Linked DNA regions of Mus musculus: regions 1, 3 and 4 are each linked to region 2. The links are chromatin contacts, called in public promoter capture Hi-C maps. All regions are on one chromosome and are shown on one strand. Each heading gives the region's core, a stretch centred on a gene start, on an enhancer-like site or on the middle of the called end of the contact. The rest is flanking DNA. Distances are from core to core; before and after follow the strand shown.

Region 1 (4,950 bases), core at 2,285-4,784, 560 kb before region 2:
CTGGTCTCTCCATACCAATCCATGCAGATCCCTCCACAAAATACAAAGAACAAACAGGTGACTCAGAAAATAAGGAGCAGTAGGGACCTTTCCAACATCTTGCCAATCTTAGCTGCAATGTGGGCACCTTATCTTATTATAATGATTTCTTCTATCTTTTGAGACCTTATTGGTAACAAGTACCTGGCAAAATGGAATGACTAAATTCATTCACATCATCATTTATTCTCATTCTATAGGAGAGGGTAGTAGAGCCTCCTCCCAAGTCCCCACAGTTACACAGTCAGTAGGTATGATGGTAGAAATGGGAGCCCTTTCCTTTCTTATACTAGTGCTAGCATCGTTTAGGTAGTTACTACAGGTGGCCAACTACCTACCTGGCTGTGTTCTACATAAGCACCAAGGTTTGGGCATTAAATTAGACTTGTAGAGCCAGTCTGGAAATGATAAAGAAGGCCCAGTGTGTCAGAATATACCTAACGAGCTGTGGGATTACTGAACCGAGACACGGGGGCTTGTCTGTAGCACTTTCTTACCTTCACCTCTGACCTACAACTTTATTTTAAGATGCATGCTGTAGGGATTGTTTACAACTAAATTATTTCAGTTTTTGTTCTCTGGGGCTGAGATGTCCCGAGGAAATTCTCACATGATAACTGTTGGTAGCCAGTGGCTCGTAGGGGTGCTTCCATGGACCTGGCTGACTCTTTTCTTCTTTGTCCTTGGGCCAATGAGCCAACTGCTTAAGAGGCATGGTCCACAGATGGAAATTAATCTTCAAAGATAACTGTGATGTTGTTTTAACGATAAAATGACCCTGGGCAGTGCAGGGCATATAGTTAACACTCATTAGGCATCAGTCCTACTACGACTACTCCTTTCACAGATGCAATGAATACTAGTAGTAAATTCTTGGGGGATTTGTAGGAGAAATTGCTTTCTCCTACATAGTGATTATACGAGCAAAACCATGTCAGAAGGTGACATTTGAACATAATCCACTAGACACATAAATGATGGCCTGGGTGCTCATGAGACAGATGTCTTCATGCTTACATTGTCTTTTTGCATAGGGAGATTCAGGAGGACCTTTGTCTTGTCGAAGAAAGAGTGATGGAAAATGGATTCTGACTGGCATTGTTAGCTGGGGACATGGATGTGGAAGACCCAATTTTCCTGGTGTCTACACAAGGGTGTCAAGCTTTGTTCCCTGGATTCATAAGTATGTCCCTTCTCTTTTGTAACTGTAACAGATGGATTGTTAACTGTGACTTATATGAGGATAGATCCTTGAAAAAGAATGTAAGTATTATCAATAAAATTAATCATTTTTTCAACTGAAAGTGTCAGATTGAGCACATAACTAATATTCATTGTAAGGCAGACAAATTAATATATATTCCATAAAAGTCCCCAAGGATATAATGATATTAATTCAAAAATATCAAAATGTTACTGACTCATGGATGGAAGAAAACTAAAGTAATGGCACAAACCAAGTCTCTAAAATAAAGTGAGAACTTAGAGAGATAGGTGTTCTTCCTCTGTGTTCCAATGCAAGAAGAGACATTTACAAGGATTGAGACAAACATGGCACATAGTAAGATATCTCTGGGAAGCCATACCTGACTGTCAGCATTATCACAAAACTCAATGCACAAAACAAAGGCACCTCATAAATGGAAATTTAGCAAAACTCAGTAACTGGCAGAGGAGGTAGCAAATGTGTTGGTTTCCAATGCAATTTGATCTGTCGGCATCAAGATGGATCATGGGTGCACAGCATCATGTTGCCTACAAAGAAACTGACCCACCCCACACAAAACTCAGGGTTTCCAATCTTCACTAAGCGACAGAAAGCAGAATGGTAAGAGGTGGACTGAGGCATACCTCTGAGCTCTTGGTCACACAGGTGGCCAGCAGTGAAAGGCCAGATGCATTTTGGGTGAGTGTTCTGAAAGTCAAACTTTTCAGGTATGCTATCTCCTGGCTTCTGGTTGTTTTTGTAAAATTTAAAGGGCCAAGATTTCAATTTGTTCTCAAAGCCTCGTAATGCATGGTTTGAATAGCTGTAAGTCTATAGTACTTGCTCAGCCCATCCCAGTTCTTGATTTATCTTAATTTAGAGAGTGTCTCACTCCATATTAGAACCGTATTTTTCCTGTCAGAGGGCAGAGTTAACCGTAGCACCAAACAAGTAAAATGGGATGAAAAAGAATTTCAAAGGAGAAATAGTAACACTATATTAAACAGGACTCAGAGCACTGCACAGAACTGTAGAGAAAGTAGAATTGAAAGGACAGAGAACAGGAAATGTTATTTTCCAAATTAGTAAAAGTGATTGGCAAATTATGACTACCCTGTGATAATGAGTATTTCCAGTTCATAGTACTTAGTTCAATTTTCTAAAAACACTTTCTTTGGGATTAAGGATAAACATCACAATAACAGCATCTCTCTGGTGACTGGTGATAAAACCCAGGGGTAGGGCCATATACCTGGGCTGAGCCCCTAGCACTGCAAAGAAAAGAGATATTTCCAAATATTTCTGGAATCCTCAAACTGGTCTTAATAACTATCTATGTGAGAGGAAGGAAATGGGGAGAGGATGGTGGTTCTGAAAAGAAGGTTTAGCTAGAGGCAAGATCTTTGGACCAATACCCAATACACACTTTGCTTTGCAAACGTAATTCCCGGCTCACTAAGCCAGTTCTGAGCTGTGCATGGGGTGTGGAAGGCATTGTATGCTTCCTGACACATGGGCCTTTTCTTCAGGTGCGGTGTTCATGACCCCTCCTCTCAAAGATAAACAATAATCAGTAAATCAGTAATGTTTATGAATTTTTGCTTCTGCGAGTCACTGTCTTCTGTGCTGAGAAACACAAGCGTATGAAGAACTCACACAGTGCCGATTGCCCTTACTAGTCTAAGGGATACTGATACTGCCCCTGTGCCTGAATCAGGAGGGGCGTGGCTGCTCCTTTCAATGGAGAGCAAAGCCATAGAGGTAGAGGTAGTGTATGAAAATTACTTCGGGGCTGTGTATTATTCATCTTCGTGTGTTCGGAATCAAGCATGCTGCCTGGCACACGGAAGATGATTCATAGCTGTTTGTTGATTTGGTAGATGAGCCCTCGCTAGACAGTGAGTACTGGAGTAAGTTTCAGCATCACACTGGTCCAGGTAGAAGGCTGGAAAGTTTCCGGAACCGCACCCTCCCCCGTCCCCCAACACCCTCCCCACCCAACCCTGCCTATCCCTTCCTTGCCACAGTCCAGCTTGCAATCAGGCCCTGTGAGCTTCTGCGGTCTGCATCCACACGGAAAGGCATTGCAGCTAGCACCCTGAACAAACCTGAAAAACAGCCGGTCCCACTTGCATCTACCTTTCCTGAGCAAGGTCAGCTAACCAAAGCCGGAGTGCTTCCACTCTCTCTGGCTTCGCCCCTCCCCTCCAGGTCCGCCACCGCAGGCCTATCTGGCGCCGCCCGAGGTCTACCTGCCGCGCCTGGTGGGTGGAGTGTGAGCTGAGTAGTCTCCCTGTGCTGGACTCTGCACCCTTAGGTGCTAGAGTCTTGCCTCTCAGCGGAGCCTCCGTCTTCGGCGCTGCCATGGAAGAAGGGTCCAGATCCCAATCGCCCCGGGAAGAGCTGGAGCTCTCGATGCTGGACGGGCCTCAGGAAGAGCTGACACCTCTCAACAATGACCTTCGGATCCAGCCTAACTCCGCTGAGGACCCTAGCCCAGCCCAGGTAAGGACTTAGGGTTCTGGCGTGACAGCAGGGAAGGGGCCTGGCACCACTTAAAGGCTCCAAAGCGTCCTTCCAGCGCCCAGGACACGCAAAGAAGGGGAGGTTAAAGAAAGCAAGAACTTTTGGAATTTCTTAGATCAGACCCCTCCATTATGAGACTCGGACCTCGCCTAGAGACTTCAGGAATCCTGTAGAGGGGCGTGGCTGCTCCTTTCAATGGAGAGCAAAGCCTTAGAGGTAGAGGTGCTGTTTGAAAATTATGTAACTTTTAACTTGTTTTTCTTTCCCAAATAAAAATAGAGTGATGGATTGAATCATATTGTCTCTCTCCCCGTTCGCTTCTCCGCTTTCTCTCTCTCCCCTTTCTCCCTTCCAGCACCCCACCACCACCTCTAGGGGCGTGCAATCCACTGTCTCCTACCTTTAACCAGCCCTATGTCCTCCGCGCCCTCCCCCCACCTTCAAACACATTTTGTTATCTCCCACTTTGGCCACTGCTTCCTCCAGAAGAAAAGCAGGCAAAGAACACGAGGAGGAAAGAGCTGCTGCGTCCAGACTGAGGGTTGTGAACTGTTGTGAACTTGCCAGCTTAGTACAAGGGAAATACTTTCTAAGTTCTACCTAAGAACTAGCCTCACTGTCTTTTCATCTCTGAGGAAGTCCTTAAGGGTGTGTAGGTTGAACCCTTCTCTGATATCATAACATTACTCACAGATCAAATACTTGTAAAACATCAGAGAGTTTGAATGCTGAGCCACCTGTCTTCTCATCAACTCCAAAGGTTTACTTGAGTTTTACTGGGCACACTCAATTTTCTGGACGCATTGTTTTAGCCTGGTTTTTCTCACCCCACTCCACCCCCATCCCTCTTGGGCTCAAGTTCTGACTTTAGTAGAATTCAAAGCTCGAAAACATTACTCTTGGTCCACTGTGATTCCTGAAAACACTGTGTGGCAATGCCTTATTTTATGAGTACCCTGGAGTCTAAGTTGGCACCTTCTGTTTGTATGAAATAAGACCACAGATGAGTGAAAATCGGAAGGTAATGCCTGAAGGCCAGTGCAAGAAGCCATAATCAGGAACTTTCTGTATGATTCTCCAGGGCAGAGCCTGGGCAGGAGAATTAGAAATACTTACCTCAAGTTAGTCAGGCCCAGTACATCCCCAAAGATTGAGACATTCTCCAGGGGGGAAAAAGT
Region 2 (4,710 bases), core at 655-3,154:
TGGAGTTGGGGGAGGCTGAGGAGTGGCTGCCTTGCTGGTGGCCTGCTTTCTCGGAGCCTCTCTGGTGGGGTGGACTTGTGTTCTCCTTGGGTCCTCTTTCCTCTTATCACCGCCCAGGCCTGTACCTCCTGCTCCTCCACCGCCCTCGTTTCCTTCCTGGACTACATGGCCCTCTATGCCCGAGGCCTTACACTTTTGGACAAAACCCTTCTGCCTGATTTTCTCGATCCTGCGGATGGGACCTTGATCAATGACCTCATACATGGCTTCCAGCCTGACCGGGTAAGGGTAGCGCTCCTCCACCTGCAGAGTCTTTTTTAACAGCACCATGCTAAACTTGCCCTTCTCCAGTTTCAAGAAGCTCATCAGCTTTGGGATGAGATTGGGGTCCAGAGGCTGCTCCAGGATCTGCCCTTCATTGGTGATCCTCCGTACCTTGCCCCCTTCCTCGCCTGCCTGGTGGAAGAGCACAATCTGTTGGATGTGCCTTTCTGCCAGCTCACAATACACGTCGTCCTTCAGGAGGCTCATCATGAGGCGGTAGTAGCCCTCTGAGGCGTGAGGGGCTGAGATGACCCATACCCTGTTCTTTCCTGCAAAGCTGGCCAGGATATTGGGAGAGCTAGATCCAGAGGGGAATCGCAACATTCTTGTCCGAGCAGAAGACCCCTCATCTCGGACCATCTCACGCGCCGAGCTCCTAGCTATGGGTCTCACCTCAGGTCTGACTGGAACTCCATTGATACCTGAGGGGGGTGGTCTCATGGTCGGGTGAGCTAATCTCAACACTGGTACACTCTTCCTCCTTTGGAAAGGCTGAGGATTTGGTTCTTCCTGGGTGGATTTCTCAACTCCACCAGACCTCCCGGTGTGCCTCAGATACCGAGCTGACCTACTGCTGATTGGAGAAACCAAAGGTACTTTCCGTCCAGTGTGGCTGTCGCTATCCAAGGCAGGAGAATGAGATGCTGAGCCACACACCAGCCACATGGCCAAGAGCGTGGTGAAGTGGGGTCCCATTTTCCACATCATTGTATTATCCACTTGGGGACGCAGAGGGGGTATAATACAAAAATGAAAATAACATAAAATGAGAAGGGAGAAAAAGAAAAGAAAAAAAGTCATTAATTGCAAGCAGAGCTGGGCATGATCTCTTTCTCTAACTTGGCCAAAAAGAAAGGGCAGGAGATAGTTAAAGAAGAAAAAGGAGGGCAAGCAGAGGAGGGCAAACAGAGAGAGGGCTTCTCTTAAACTGCTGCGATTGTCAGTGCTTAGCAGAGTCAGTCTTTAAGCAGGAAATCCAGCTTTGATTTACAGGCGGCAGGCATGAGGCACGCCTGCTCTGCCTCAGCTGTGCCCAGATGCACCAGAGACTGTGTAAACTGAGCATGCTAATTATGAATTCTAACTGTGAATGTGCATTCACACTTCATGTCTTCAAACAAGCAACAAGGAAACAAACACCAGAGAGCAAGGTTGGCACACTTACACAGTGGTTCATGGAGATGCTTGCAGAGGCTTTCCAGAGAAACGTGAAGGTTGGTCCCCAGGACAGTTTCCTAGGTGAGATCGGTTCCTTCCTGCTCTCTGTCTCCTTGTCTGTCTGCAAAGCAGCCCCAGGGAGCCCAGCCTGGGCCGATTCCTTTTGCTGGCTGTGTCTTTTACCTTCTGGTCCAGTGGGAGGAGGTGAACGCTGCTGTCCTTGGGACCGTTTGTATCTCCATTTGTCTGCAGTTTCTCCTGGGTCTGTGTGTGCCGGTCCTTGGTTGCCACAGGGATCTTCCTGAAAGTGAAGTCCTAGTGATTTCTGAATCTCGCTCTTCCCTTCTGTGGAGTTTTCCCAGAACTTCTTATCACCCTTCCCCTCCTGCAGTCTGGCCGAGTCCCTTTGTTTCCGAGCGTAAAAAAAAAAAAAAAAAAAAAAAAAAAAAAAAAACACCAGGATTAATATGTTTTCCAGGCTGAGGGAAAACAGAGAAGCCTGAATGTGAAAAGGGACAATTTCCCCCTTCCCTTCCGTCTCTCCTCCCTTTATTTCCCCCCACCTTCTCTTCTCCCTTTTCTCCCCCTTCTCCTTCTATTTTTTCCTCATCTGGATTCCATCCCAGAAATGTCAGGGCTACTTCAGGTTTGCTCCAAACCAAACTCAAACAACAGCACTGGAAATCAAGAAAACTTCACTAAGAATTTAACAGATCAGCAAAACACGCCTCCTTCCCCTCTCAGTACATGGAGAGTCTGTGAACCTGGAGAGGAAGGAGAGGGCTGTGCTTGGGCTGGGAAAAGTTTTGAAACTCTACACATCATTGTAAATCACCTCAGAATAGGATGACTGAGGACTTAACCCCTTCCATACCGAGCCATGGGGCGGGACCTTCCCCCTCCTGTGGATTCTCACACTACAGTTTGAGAAGGGGAAAGTCCTCAGGTTGCTCCATCTGACTGGGTTCCCTAGAGACAGCTGCTCACTTGGGCCACAGATATTGGCATTGCATTTCGAGACAGTATGCATCTATTTATAGTTCCACGTGTATATTTTTATCTCTTTCTGCCTGCTTTATGCTTTGAGTTCTGGGTTGGAAAAGCCCATGGAAAACATGACTAAGTTGTTTTTATATTATGCTAATTGGGGCTCAAGTTACTGTGTTCTCGGTCCTTATTTCTCCTTGGGATGGGGGTGAAGCTGGTAAAAGGTTAGCAATGCAGGCAAAGGCTGCTGTCTCCTGAGACTGCAGTTGGACATTACATCAGGGAATGGGCATTCTGGCTCCCAGCTTCTCTAGAAATGGTGAGCTCTCTCTCTCTCTCTCTCTCTCTCTCTCTCTCTCTCTCTCTCTCTCTGTGTGTGTGTGTGTGTGTGTGTGTGTGTGTGTGTTACAATATTCAGCTCTCCAGATGCTTTAAGAACCTAAAATGCTTAGTCAGTCCCTAGAAGTAGATGTATGCTTGGCTGGGAAGGTGCCTCAGCTGGTAAAGTCTTTGCTTCTCGCAGTATGAGAGCCTGAATTCAGATCCCCAGCATTTACAGAAAAACTGGGTACTGAGGCTGTAACTCTGGCACTGAGGGAAAAGGAGCAGAGGCAGGTGGGTCACTGGAACTCACTCCTCAGCCTTTCTAGCTGATACAACCAGCTCTAGGCTCAATGGGAGCCCCTGTCTCAAAAAAGTAAGGTGGAGGCGCTAGTCGGACTCACTGGTTAAGAGCATCAGTTGCTCTTGAAGAAGACTTGGGTTTGATTTCCAGCACCACATGGTGGCTCACAATCATCTGCAGCTACAGTTCCAGGCAATATGGACCGTTCTGACTTCTGCAGTCACCAGACATTGCCTGTGTGTGTGTGTTCATGAGCACACACACACACACACACACACACACACACACACACACACACACACACAAAGGAAAGGCTTTCATACACATTAAATAAATAAGGTAGAGAGTGGCTGAGGAATATAACTGACATCAGCATCTTAACTCCACTCCCTGCAATGTGTGCACGCATATGAATGTGAACAGATGCACATAAGACACACAGCCACACAAACACACAAAGAAATAGTCATATAAGGCTCTACAGGAGAGACTATGGCAGCTTTCCCACTCACCTTCTGGGTCTGTCATGAGGACTCAGCGTTAGGGGAGAAGAGAAGACATCTCAGGTCCCGTGGGCATTTCTCCCAACCTCTCCAAATTTATATTAACTGTCGACAACAGTGGCAGCCCAGGCTCCACCAAAACCCGGTGAACTAAGCCATACAAACAGCTCCCCTGGATGGGTGAAAACCTCATCCCTAGTTGCATCCATCCCACAACCAGCTCCATCCCTCCCAGTTACAGGCGTCTTCCCTGCACATAAAGAAAACTCTGAGCACAGAGTTGAGGAAATTCCTGTAGGTGGTGTTGGATATAGCACTCTTATGTCATTGTTTAGAGTGCACAGGATGCCAAACAGGAATGATGCCCACCATGCTCCACTATGTTCATAGCAGCATTATTTATAATAGCCAGAAGCTGGAAAGAACCCAGATGCCCCTCAACAGAGGAATGGATACAGAAAATGTGGTACATCTACACAATGGAGTACTACTCAGCTATTAAAAAGAATGAATTTATGAAATTCCTAGCCAAATGGATGGACCTGGAGGGCATCATCCTGAGTGAGGTAACACATTCACAAAGGAACTCACACAATATGTACTCACTGATAAGTGGATATTAGCCCAAAACCTAGGATACCCAAGATATAAGATACAATTTCCTAAACACATGAAACTCAAGAAAAATGAAGACTGAAGTGTGGACACTATGCCCCTCCTTAGAAGTGGGAACAAAACACCCTTGGAAGGAGTTACAGAGACAAAGTTTGGAGCTGAGATTAAAGGGTGGACCATGTAGAGACTGCCTTATCCAGGGATCCACCCCATAATCAGCATCCAAACGCTGACACCATTGCATACACTAGCAAGATTTTATCGAAAGGACCCAGATGTAGCTGTCTCTTGTGAGACTATGCCGGGGCCTAGCAAACACAGAAGTGGATGCCCACAGTCAGCTAATGGATGGATCACAGGGCTCCCAATGGAGGAGCTAGAGAAAGTAGCCAAGGAGCTAAAGGGATCTGCAACCCTATAGGTGGATCAACATTATGAACTAACCAGTACCCCGGAGCTCTTGACTCTAACTGCATATGTATCAAAAGATGGCCTAGT
Region 3 (4,719 bases), core at 686-3,185, 540 kb after region 2:
AGGATTCGGATTCAATTCCCAGCCCCCACATGGCAATTTACAACTCTCTGTAACACCAGTTCCACGAGATCCAATGCCCTCTTCTGGCCTCCACAGGCACCAGGCTCTTATATAGTATACAGATACACATGCAGCCAAAACACCCACATGCACAAGAAAATAAAATTAATTAAAAACCTTAATAAATAAAAAAATAAAACTTTGAGAAAGGGGAGAAGAAAAGCAGGCCATTACCTGTTTGGGGCTCTAGGGAAAGGCAGTGTTCACACAGTAGGGAACTGTCAGCTGTCAGCTGATGTTTTCCTTTCCTCTGGGGATTACTTCTGTTCCCAGGGTGGTTCTCAGGTCCCACTGTCCTCTGTTGTGCCACAGAGGGACAGTGAGATGGCAGAGGCTAACATCATCACTGAACAGGGGGGAGAGAAACAGGTCTTGCAGACTGTTCTCCAAACTGATGGAAATTAAAAAGGAGGAAAGTGTGTTGGGGTTGGAGGGAGGTTCAAAGAGGGATTTCAGAGCCCTTTCACTGTCTTATTAAACTATGGCACCCCTTGATCCATTTGGCCACGGGGATATGCCCAGCAATCTAGGCATGTAGAAATGCCAGATAAATCAGTGCAGAGACTGACTCCTGCTCTAATTAACAAACTCGGGGAGGAAAGAATGCTGGAAAATGTGGAATCTTTCCCTTCCTCCTACTGCTTCAATTGGAATCATGTGCTGAGGACAACCAAAAGCAACAGAAAATAAAACCGTGACCTAAAAAAAATTTTTAAGTGATTTCTTTTCTGTCACATGGTGACTTTCTGAGTCCCAAGGCCACAGTTCTGCCATTCAGGGAAGACAGCACCTCTCTTCACCGTGCTCTTCCCTGGCTGACCCACTCCAAGGGCCACCTCCTCTCCACCTTGGAACAAGGCTTTGACAAATGGCTTAACTCCTAAAATATAAGGGATAAGAAACTCTCACAGAGTCTGGTGCATTTTTAGAAAATCTAGCGTTGCCAACTTAATTTAGTATTGGGCTTGTGTGTGAAAGTGCGTTTTTGTTGCCGTTGTTGTTTGTTTGTTTTTAAATGTGTACCCGAACTAACAGTTTCAGATCACCTGAAAACTAAAGAAATCCTTTCTTAGCACAGACTTGCTGAATCAGAAGTTGGAGGTGGAGCCCATCCATCTACGTTGTAACAATTTGTCCAAAGAAGTTCCCGACAATGGGTTTGAAAATTACTGTGTGCATGTTTTCTCTCCAACCAACACGGAGGTAACGGACTAACTCTCCGTGACATCACCCCCCACCCCTTTCCTAGGATGCTGAAAGGGGAGGTCAAGCCAAAGACCTGGCAAACCCTTCCCTGCCAGCCAAGTGTCTGGGAAGGCTGTTTTATGGCTTTGCCATGATGAGGTTTCTTATCATTTTCCTAATTGCCCTTGCCCTGCCTTACATTTGTTTGTTTGTTTATTTATTTATTTAGGTGATGGTGGTTGGGGGATTGCCCTGCTTTTATTAATTGTAACTTTGTTTTTATTGCATTATCTGGTAGGTTTGTTTGTTTGTTCAGAATGATAGAGAAATTGAGAAGTGGGTGCCAGCACGGGAAGGAGGGGTAGTGCTGGCCAAGGGAAGGGTCCAAGGTGAAGCTAAGCAGGGTGGACCGGCACCCCCGCGCGTGGGAGAAAGGCACTTTTGGTGTGGTCAAAGAAAATAATTTGGAAGGACTGAGGGAATTTAACGCAGTGCAAAGAAAGTAGGCGTTAAGGGAAAAATTGTTCTAAAATTGGGGGGGACTTGTGGTCCCTCCCCCCCCCCCCCACTCCAGTTTCCTTTTCAAGACTTTTTTGCTTTGCTCCCTTTTGCTCCTCCCCCTCCTCCCCGCCTCCTCGGCTCCCCTCCCCTCTTCGAGCGGTAATGGGAGGCTCCTAGGCAGGAGAAGCAAAAGAAGGAATTGTTTGCAAGTTCAGTCATCCAAAAAAGCGTCTTCCATATGGAGGGATTGGGTGCGCTGGGCGCGGCGTCCTCTGCCTTGCCCGCCTGCTGCCGCCGCTGCCACCACGGCTCTGGCTTCCTGCAGTGGGGACCCTGAGCTGGGTCTCGCTGGTGTCAGCTCCGGCCGGCCGCATTCTCACACTCTCGCACCTCGTACCCGCCGCGGCCACACAAGCCCTTCCTCCTCCGGCCGCAACTTCTGGGTCCTGGGCTCTTTTGTTGCTCCGGCTGCGGCCACTCTGCCGTGGTGTGTGTCCTCTTGTGTCACCGCGCTGTGCGTGTGTGTGTCGGTGTGCGCGGGGGCCGTGTGGCCCTTCTCCGCTTCACCACGCGGGACCCGGAGTCCCGGCCCCCTCTTCCCAGGCTCCGGCTGCAGGCGAGGTGAGTCATGTCGCTGAAGTTTGTTTTCTTTTCATAAAAAGTTGTGTTTATTTGTTGGTTTGGGGATAGGAGGCGTGTGGGAGGCGGCCGCCCGTCCTGGGATGCCGAGGGCTCCCGGGAGACGTGCTGCAGGGCGCGGGCTCCAAGCGCTGGGCTGGGGCTCCGCCTGGGGCTCCGGCAGCTAGGCTAGGACCGGGGTTGGGGCCCCTAGTGCTTGACTGGGTTTCAAGCTGGAGGCTCACTTTGGGGCTCAGGGTGTTCTGTTGGGGTTCAGACGGAGTTTGGATCTCTGGGTTGGAGCTCGAGCGCTGGGCTGGGGCTCAGACTGGAGCTTGGAGCGGTGAGCTGGACTCGGGCTTGCGCTCCGATCTCTGAGCTGGGCTCTTGCCCGGAATCCCAGCGCTTGACTGGATCCGACTAGAGTCAGGGCCTGACGCCGCACGAAGTTCCCGGAGCCGCCACTGCTTGTGCTCCTCCGCCCAGCCGAGGGCCGCCGGGCTTCCCTCTCTTGCCCGGTCTGGCTCGGTTAGCTCCCGCGGTTCCCGGAAGCTGCTCCGGTGGTAGGAAGATTCAGACATCTTCCCAAACTCACCCCGAAGGGCTGACAGGGTGCCCTGGTTGCACAGCCAAGCGGTGGGAACAAGCCCACACTCGACACCGATTTGCTTCTTTAAGGGGAGAAGTTATCAGCGAGGTTTTAAAAGGAAAATCCTAAGTCAGGGACCAAGGGAGACCAAAAGCTAAACAGCTCTTAAAAAATCTTCTTGGCTGGACCGGTGGATGGGAGGCACTGAATTAATTGGCATCCAGAGGTGTCTGTGAGAGTAAAGCATCAGCAAGAGGTGTGTGTGTGTGTGTGTGTGTGTGTGTGTGTGTGTGTGTGTGTGTGTGTGGTGTCCCACTGGGGTTTTGTTTCTATTAACTATGAGAAGGTTGAGAAGTGATTTTGTGGGTCAAGTGGTAGAGAAGGCTGTGGAAGAAAGGGAAAGGCAAAATGAACTTTCTGCGGGGATTACGAAGGGTCTGTCGGTTTTCCTGGTGGAAAAGAACTCAGGGGTTGAGAGACTGGTCAACCTGGAGGTGGCTCTGTTGACTTTTGGAGATGGGGTGACCCATGCTCAGTCCCTTGAAACAAGAGTTGTCCTCTAGGGATGTGGCAGTTTCGTCTAAGAATACCCAAACCACATACCAGCAATCCCAAACAGGCACTTTCTGGGTGTGGTGAGGTGCCGTGTGCTCCCTTATTCTTTCCCAGCAAGCTCCATGGCAGCAAGTGTGTGAACTGGAGTTACCTCTTACCGGATGACTGGAAAAGCGTGCTTCTGCTTCAGGCCATGTGCCTGAAATGTCCTGGACCAGCACGTTTGTCACCTAGCTCTTTGTTGTCCAGAATTTTGAAAGCACAGATCGCTTAATGAATGTAGCATCATGGATTCTTGAATATTGTAAACACTTCTGATTTATTCTACCACTGGCTTCTAAATCTAAGTAACCTCGCCCCATGATCTTCTTTCCCTCCTTCTTCCCTCTCTCCCTCCTTCCCCTCTTCCATTCCCTCCTTCCCTTCCTCTCTCCTTCCTTTCTTTTTCTTTTTGCATCTTTTGCCTTGGCCATAAGTCTTCTCCAGAATAGCGTGGAAACCATTAAAAAGGTCTTGTTAGATCAACATGAAGGGCTTGGGTGTCCATACATCTGGATGTCCTGTTTTCTGAGCTTTACTTAAAGTGACTCTGAGGCAAGAGGTTGGCCACTTTGAGGTGTGGAACAGGTTTCCCAGGAGCTCTCTGAGGTCTTATAATTGGCCCTTCTTAATGGTCTAATAATTGAGACCCAGGAGGTTCCCATGGCAATCTTGAAGTACTCTGGGGTCAGCGGGACAGAATCGGGGTGGAAACAGCAGTAGAGTTATGACTTCCCAGCTAGATGACTTTTCAGAGTGAATTTATGCAGAGGCAAAAAATAAAATAAGTTATAGTCCCCATGTCTATTGGCTGCCACGGCCAGCTCCTGTGGAGACTCGGGATTTGTTCCTTCAGGATGAGGCTGCCTGTACCTATGCAATCCAAGGACTGAGGTCTCAGACACTGGCCCTTTGTCACTCTTTTATGATATCTCAGAAACACGACATTGCAAGGGACTTTCACTCAGGAGAAGAGGCCAAATCATGGGCAGTTGGAAGTGAAAGTTGACAGAGTCCAGGATGGGCAAGTTCCTTGGCCACAGCTGGAGAGGAAGAATCTAGAGGACCCTGCTTTGCTGCCAAATGATTGTCCAATTCATGATAAAGACTGTAATTTATGTCCCTTTCCATCCTCCAAATGGGCCCAAGGTTTTGTTGTCTTTGAAGTAATT
Region 4 (4,438 bases), core at 1,770-4,269, 520 kb before region 2:
AGAAGCCTTTCAACCTCTTGACATGGGAGAGTGCATTTAACTCAGAAATAGAAACTCAAGGCTTAACATGACAAAGCTAAGGCAGAGATTTGAGCACAAAGGTATATTATTCCACAAACAAAGAAGCAACAGGATTTCAGATCTTTATTTCAGGTTGTACCAGGGACTTACACATCTGATTTCCTGTTGCCAAGGAGACACAGGCTCTTAGAATTGCAGCATGTCTCCTGTTCAGTGTAAGGCAGTCTTGTTGTCTATCTGTCCTTCACACACTCACCACCATAATGGATGGCCTCAGCTGTGGGGGATGTGTAGCCTCCACCCTGATAAATCCTTCTTCCTGGGTAGCTGGGTAGCATATACTCTCACCTGCATGTTCTTCCCTTGGCACTGAGTCTCAGATTCCAAGGTGTTTCCTGCATGTCCAGCTGCCATCTAAGATTTAAATATCAGAAATGGACCAAGTGTTTCCTTCCATAATCCGCACTGAAGTTCTATGTTTCTCTCAACTTTTTTTGTTTCTTTTGTTTATGTGCAATCCTGAACCATCTAAGCATTTCCCTCATTGCCCTGTCATCTATGAATGGCCCCTTCTGAAGCTCGGAGCACTGCCGGTGGTTTCAGATCTAACATCTTTATCACTACAAGAAACAGTCCATCTGTGATGCTAAAAACATTCCTGAGAATCCTCATCAGCCTGAAAATACCACCTCACCTTTTATTCACTGAGTTTCCAGGGCCTGCACCCAAGTAATAGGCTTCAATGAGTTAGCACCTTTCTCAGAAATTCAAAGAACAAGGGATATATAGAAAGGGAAGGAAAGAATAAAATAGAGACAATAAAGTCATTCACTGGATTGGATTTCTGTTTAAACTCTTTTTTTCCCAATTTGCTGGAAATTGAGAATATGAAGAAGTAAAATTGGTGAGTACTTCTTTGTATGCACCAGTCTTTTTATGCGCTGCATTCCATTTAGTTTCAGAACAAGGCCATCAGTTGATGCTATTGTCCTGTTATTTATTAAAAAGGAATCTGGGGACAGAATTTAGGCAACTTGTTTGAGGTTCTACAACCAAGAAGGGGGAAAAGCTGGGTTTCCTTTTGGGAAAATGCTTTTCTCTAAGACCTTGGGCTCTTCCTGTTAGGAAGAGATATTTTCTGTCCTCTGATCTACAGAGACATAGAAAGGAATGTGCCCACGGGGATAAAAGAAGAAAGATGGACAACAGGTGCCAGCATAGGAAGAGGGATGCTGGAATAACTGGGCAATTATTTAGGGATACAAAATAATATCTGAACCATGCATTGATGTATAAGACTAAATGTAAATTAATAAATCACACACTAAAACAATGAGTGTGTGAATTGGTAAGGAAGGACTACCAGGAATGAGCACAGGGAAAGAAACCTAAGGGATTTCCTGAAAGAATTGGATCATCTTTAAAATGTAATGAACACAGATAATAAAAATCAAACCACAGACTAGAAAACAATATTAATTTCTGCAATATTTATGAAAAGAAACCATTAAAAATACAAATAGCTTTTAACTTCAGAAACGTAATACACTAAACCTCAAAGAAAAATTAATTGAAGGCATACTGGCTCTTAGTAGAAAAGGAAATACAAGTGACTATCAGATATAGGAGCTAAAATAAAGACTGTGGGTATAAAGCTGTAACTCTAAGTGTGGTTAGCAGCTCATCTCATCTTCTTCTGCTTGTATTTCTATACACTTCACCTTCTCATAGTAAATATACTTTGGTGCTACACCACTTAACCCCACAGCAAAGTTCTGAAACACGAAAGTGCAGGTATGTCATCTATCACTGCTTCTTCATCTATACCATATCTTCATTTTGCTTTCTCTCTCCTCAGGAATGCTTCCAGTCATCAGTCTAGCACTGAGTACCTGCTGTGTGCCAGAAACAAAGGCAAGAACCAGGCATTCACAAAGCAGTGAGCAGAAATTAAGAAGCAATTGTGCTTTACAGGATGTCACAGGGAGCTATAAGGGCAGCCATTCATAATCTTACTAAGGCTACTAGAAGCAGGAGGAGGCTTGGGAGAGTCCAGGGCAAATACTGGCTCTCTGGAAAAGACGTGAATACTGCCAAGCCTCCTTTGGGTAAGTAGCATTTGTGTAAGACGTCATTTTTCTATGTTCCCCTTTATATGTTATATAAGACCAAGGCAGCAAGGAAGACCCCCTGCCAGACCTCTATAGATCACCTAACTTTATACCATAGAAATTCTCTTATTTTGTGTGATCATATTTTCTTTTACATGTGTTCTCTTTGATTGAATGAAAAATTTGCTCTGAAAATTGAGAAGAGTCCCCCATCACTGAGACCTTCTCTGTCAGGGACCATGGTGCCACCATCTACACTTGGAACCTCCGGGTAGGATTATAAATTTTTTTTCCATTTAAAATGAGGAGACCAAAGTCCAGGAAGATGAAGGCAAGTCTTCTCCCTAGTGACAAGACCTTTTCCTTAACCCGCCTATAAGTGTACTAACTGCCGTCTCAACATGGCAGGAAATGTGGTGTTTATTTTAAATTTATAAAGACTCCCCGAAAGGGTGGGCACATATAACTCATTCAGGAACATCCAGGGCCCAAGAAAGGATGCCTTTCCCCAGCCCCAGGACAGCTGTTTCATTTCTTAGATGGACAGGAGTCCTCCTTTAATAAGTTCTTTCTCTCATTTCACCTGTTCTTATGTTCTCATTGTCTCTGTGTGTGAAAACCTGTAAGGATAGTCACATGGTGTATGGCTCAGGAGGGACTGAATTCTTGTCACACCCCTTCCCTAGTCCATTCACCCTAAAAGCTGTCCTCTTTTTTTCTTTCACCTCTGGCTCAGGTCTCTGCTCGCAGGAGGGAGTGAGCTCACCTGGTTGTCCTCTGCAAACAGTTCCCCATGAGGCAGGCCCCTCAGCACCTTCCCTCTGGTAGTCTCCACTTCCTTCTCAGCCGGCTTGCACCTTGGTCTGGCACTGTGCTCTGTAACTGGCAGTTTCCGACTGACAGTAGCTTCAGAGCTGCTCTGGTCACCCGTGTAGAGTCAGAAAGAGGAGGTGCCTGCTGGATGGTGGAGGAAGAGGCTGAGGGGGAGATGAGAGGCACATTTGTGTGTCTTGAAAGACCAGGGCCTTGATGCACCAGACTATTAACCAAAGGAAAAAAAGGTTGGTTAGGGAGAGGGTTAGCCACTAGGGAGTCCCAGGCTTTTCCTAACGGAGGAACCATGGGAGATTTTCCATGGCAGACACCTGTATTTAGTAAGAAAGTCAAATGGGAGAGGATCATTGTTTAGAAGCAAACAAAACAAAAAAGTCTGAAATATCAAATACCCCCCCTCAAAAAAAAAAAAAAACTCCAAAAGGGAAAACAGAATCAAGCCACAGTCTAGCTGGGCATATATAAACTTTCAAAATGTACTCACGAGCACATATACTGGAGTAACTGTACAAACAAGGCAAGTTGAGAGGGACCATTGCTGAGTGAAGTGGCCACAGAGCCATAGAGAGGGGAATCATAGGGTAAAATGGTTTGATGTGGGAAATGGGAAAAATAGGAGCACTCTAATTACTGTGTGTGTGTGTGTGTGTGTGTGTGTGTGTGTGTGTGTGTGTGTGAAGGATGATAAATCCAGAAGGAAGAAGGTAAAATAACAGTAAGGATGGCTGAAAAAGTCATAAGGAGTCATACTACTAGCTCTCTACCTAAAAATACCTGTAGTTATGGAAGTCCGTGCATAAATATATTGGTTTAAATAAAAATTCCCCATCTTGTCTGACAATGCCTCCTCCAAAAGTCAAAATTCATCTAACCGAAACGGCAGCACCACCCTTTATAAATCATCTTTTGAGCTGTTGGTTAGGGCTATCAAAGACTCCCTAAACACAGAGCCTTATTGCTATTGCTCTTGGCTGCCCTCTAAAGGCAGAATTTGAGTCCATATTGCTGCAGATACCTTGCATTTCAGAGGCCCAGACTCCCAGGACCCAGAAATAACCTGAATATCTCCTGGACTGCTTGCCAGGAGCACCCCACTCCCTGCACAGACAGGTGGCAATGATATTAGGAAAGGATCTTGTTCTTTGTCTCCACCGTAGTGGCTGTGTGTCTGTGCCTTCTTTACTATGGTACTAAGGATGTGTAAACTGTATATAAGTTATACTGCTTAAATGAATCCTGGGACTGCAATCATCGTTTGAATGATGGTTGTTTCTTGTTTGGTTACTCATTTGTTCATCCCGTCAACAAGTGTGTGTTGAGAACCTACTGTGTGCCGAGGACCTTGGGCTCAACAGTGAGCAGAACAGAGGAGATATATTTCTTTATTTGACTTTCAGCAATACAGAAGTCATATCTAAGGCAAACAGCAGGATGGGGACTGTCTTAGTTATTGTTCTGTTGCTGTGAAAGAC

What was found. Promoter capture Hi-C pulls out the DNA fragments that hold promoters and counts their contacts. Capture Hi-C pulls out chosen DNA fragments and counts their contacts.
Region 1: a promoter capture Hi-C map of pre-B cells shows a contact between it and region 2, with 4 times the contacts expected there. The contact joins the promoter of BC016579 here to the promoter of Ccdc80 in region 2. A contact is called at or near these places in 3 of 39 promoter capture datasets (hippocampal neurons, liver and pre-B cells), 1 of 115 datasets of contacts at active chromatin or transcription factors (astrocytes) and 2 of 9 other capture datasets (adipose tissue and liver).
Region 3: a promoter capture Hi-C map of adipose tissue shows a contact between it and region 2, with 3 times the contacts expected there. The contact joins the promoter of Boc here to the promoter of Ccdc80 in region 2. A contact is called at or near these places in 4 of 39 promoter capture datasets (the 3T3-L1 cell line, liver and pre-B cells), 1 of 484 Hi-C or Micro-C datasets (uterus), 1 of 115 datasets of contacts at active chromatin or transcription factors (astrocytes) and 3 of 9 other capture datasets (adipose tissue, liver and macrophages).
Region 4: a promoter capture Hi-C map of pre-B cells shows a contact between it and region 2, with 5 times the contacts expected there. The contact joins the promoter of Gcsam here to the promoter of Ccdc80 in region 2. A contact is called at or near these places in 4 of 39 promoter capture datasets (hippocampal neurons, pre-B cells, second pharyngeal arch cranial neural crest and 1 more).

The regions. Positions count from the first base shown.
Region 1 is chr16:45,652,702-45,657,651 of GRCm38.p6, reverse strand. It overlaps BC016579 (cDNA sequence, BC016579), which reads left to right and starts at 3,534. Exons shown (of 6, transcript NM_145389.2): 1 at 3,534-3,751. The coding sequence starts at 3,611. It overlaps Tmprss7 (transmembrane serine protease 7), which reads left to right. Exons shown (of 18, transcript NM_172455.3): 18 at 1,074-1,335. The coding sequence ends at 1,244.
Region 2 is chr16:45,091,205-45,095,914 of GRCm38.p6, reverse strand. It overlaps Ccdc80 (coiled-coil domain containing 80), which reads right to left and starts at 1,904. Exons shown (of 8, transcript NM_026439.3): 1 at 1,490-1,904; 2 at 1-1,043. The coding sequence starts at 1,032.
Region 3 is chr16:44,556,086-44,560,804 of GRCm38.p6, reverse strand. Boc (biregional cell adhesion molecule-related/down-regulated by oncogenes (Cdon) binding protein) reads left to right here and starts at 1,935. Exons shown (of 19, transcript NM_172506.2): 1 at 1,935-2,367. Mir3081 (microRNA 3081) reads left to right here and starts at 2,676; the gene lies at 2,676-2,759.
Region 4 is chr16:45,609,021-45,613,458 of GRCm38.p6, reverse strand. It overlaps Gcsam (germinal center associated, signaling and motility), which reads right to left and starts at 3,019. Exons shown (of 5, transcript NM_008099.4): 1 at 2,899-3,019. The coding sequence starts at 2,927.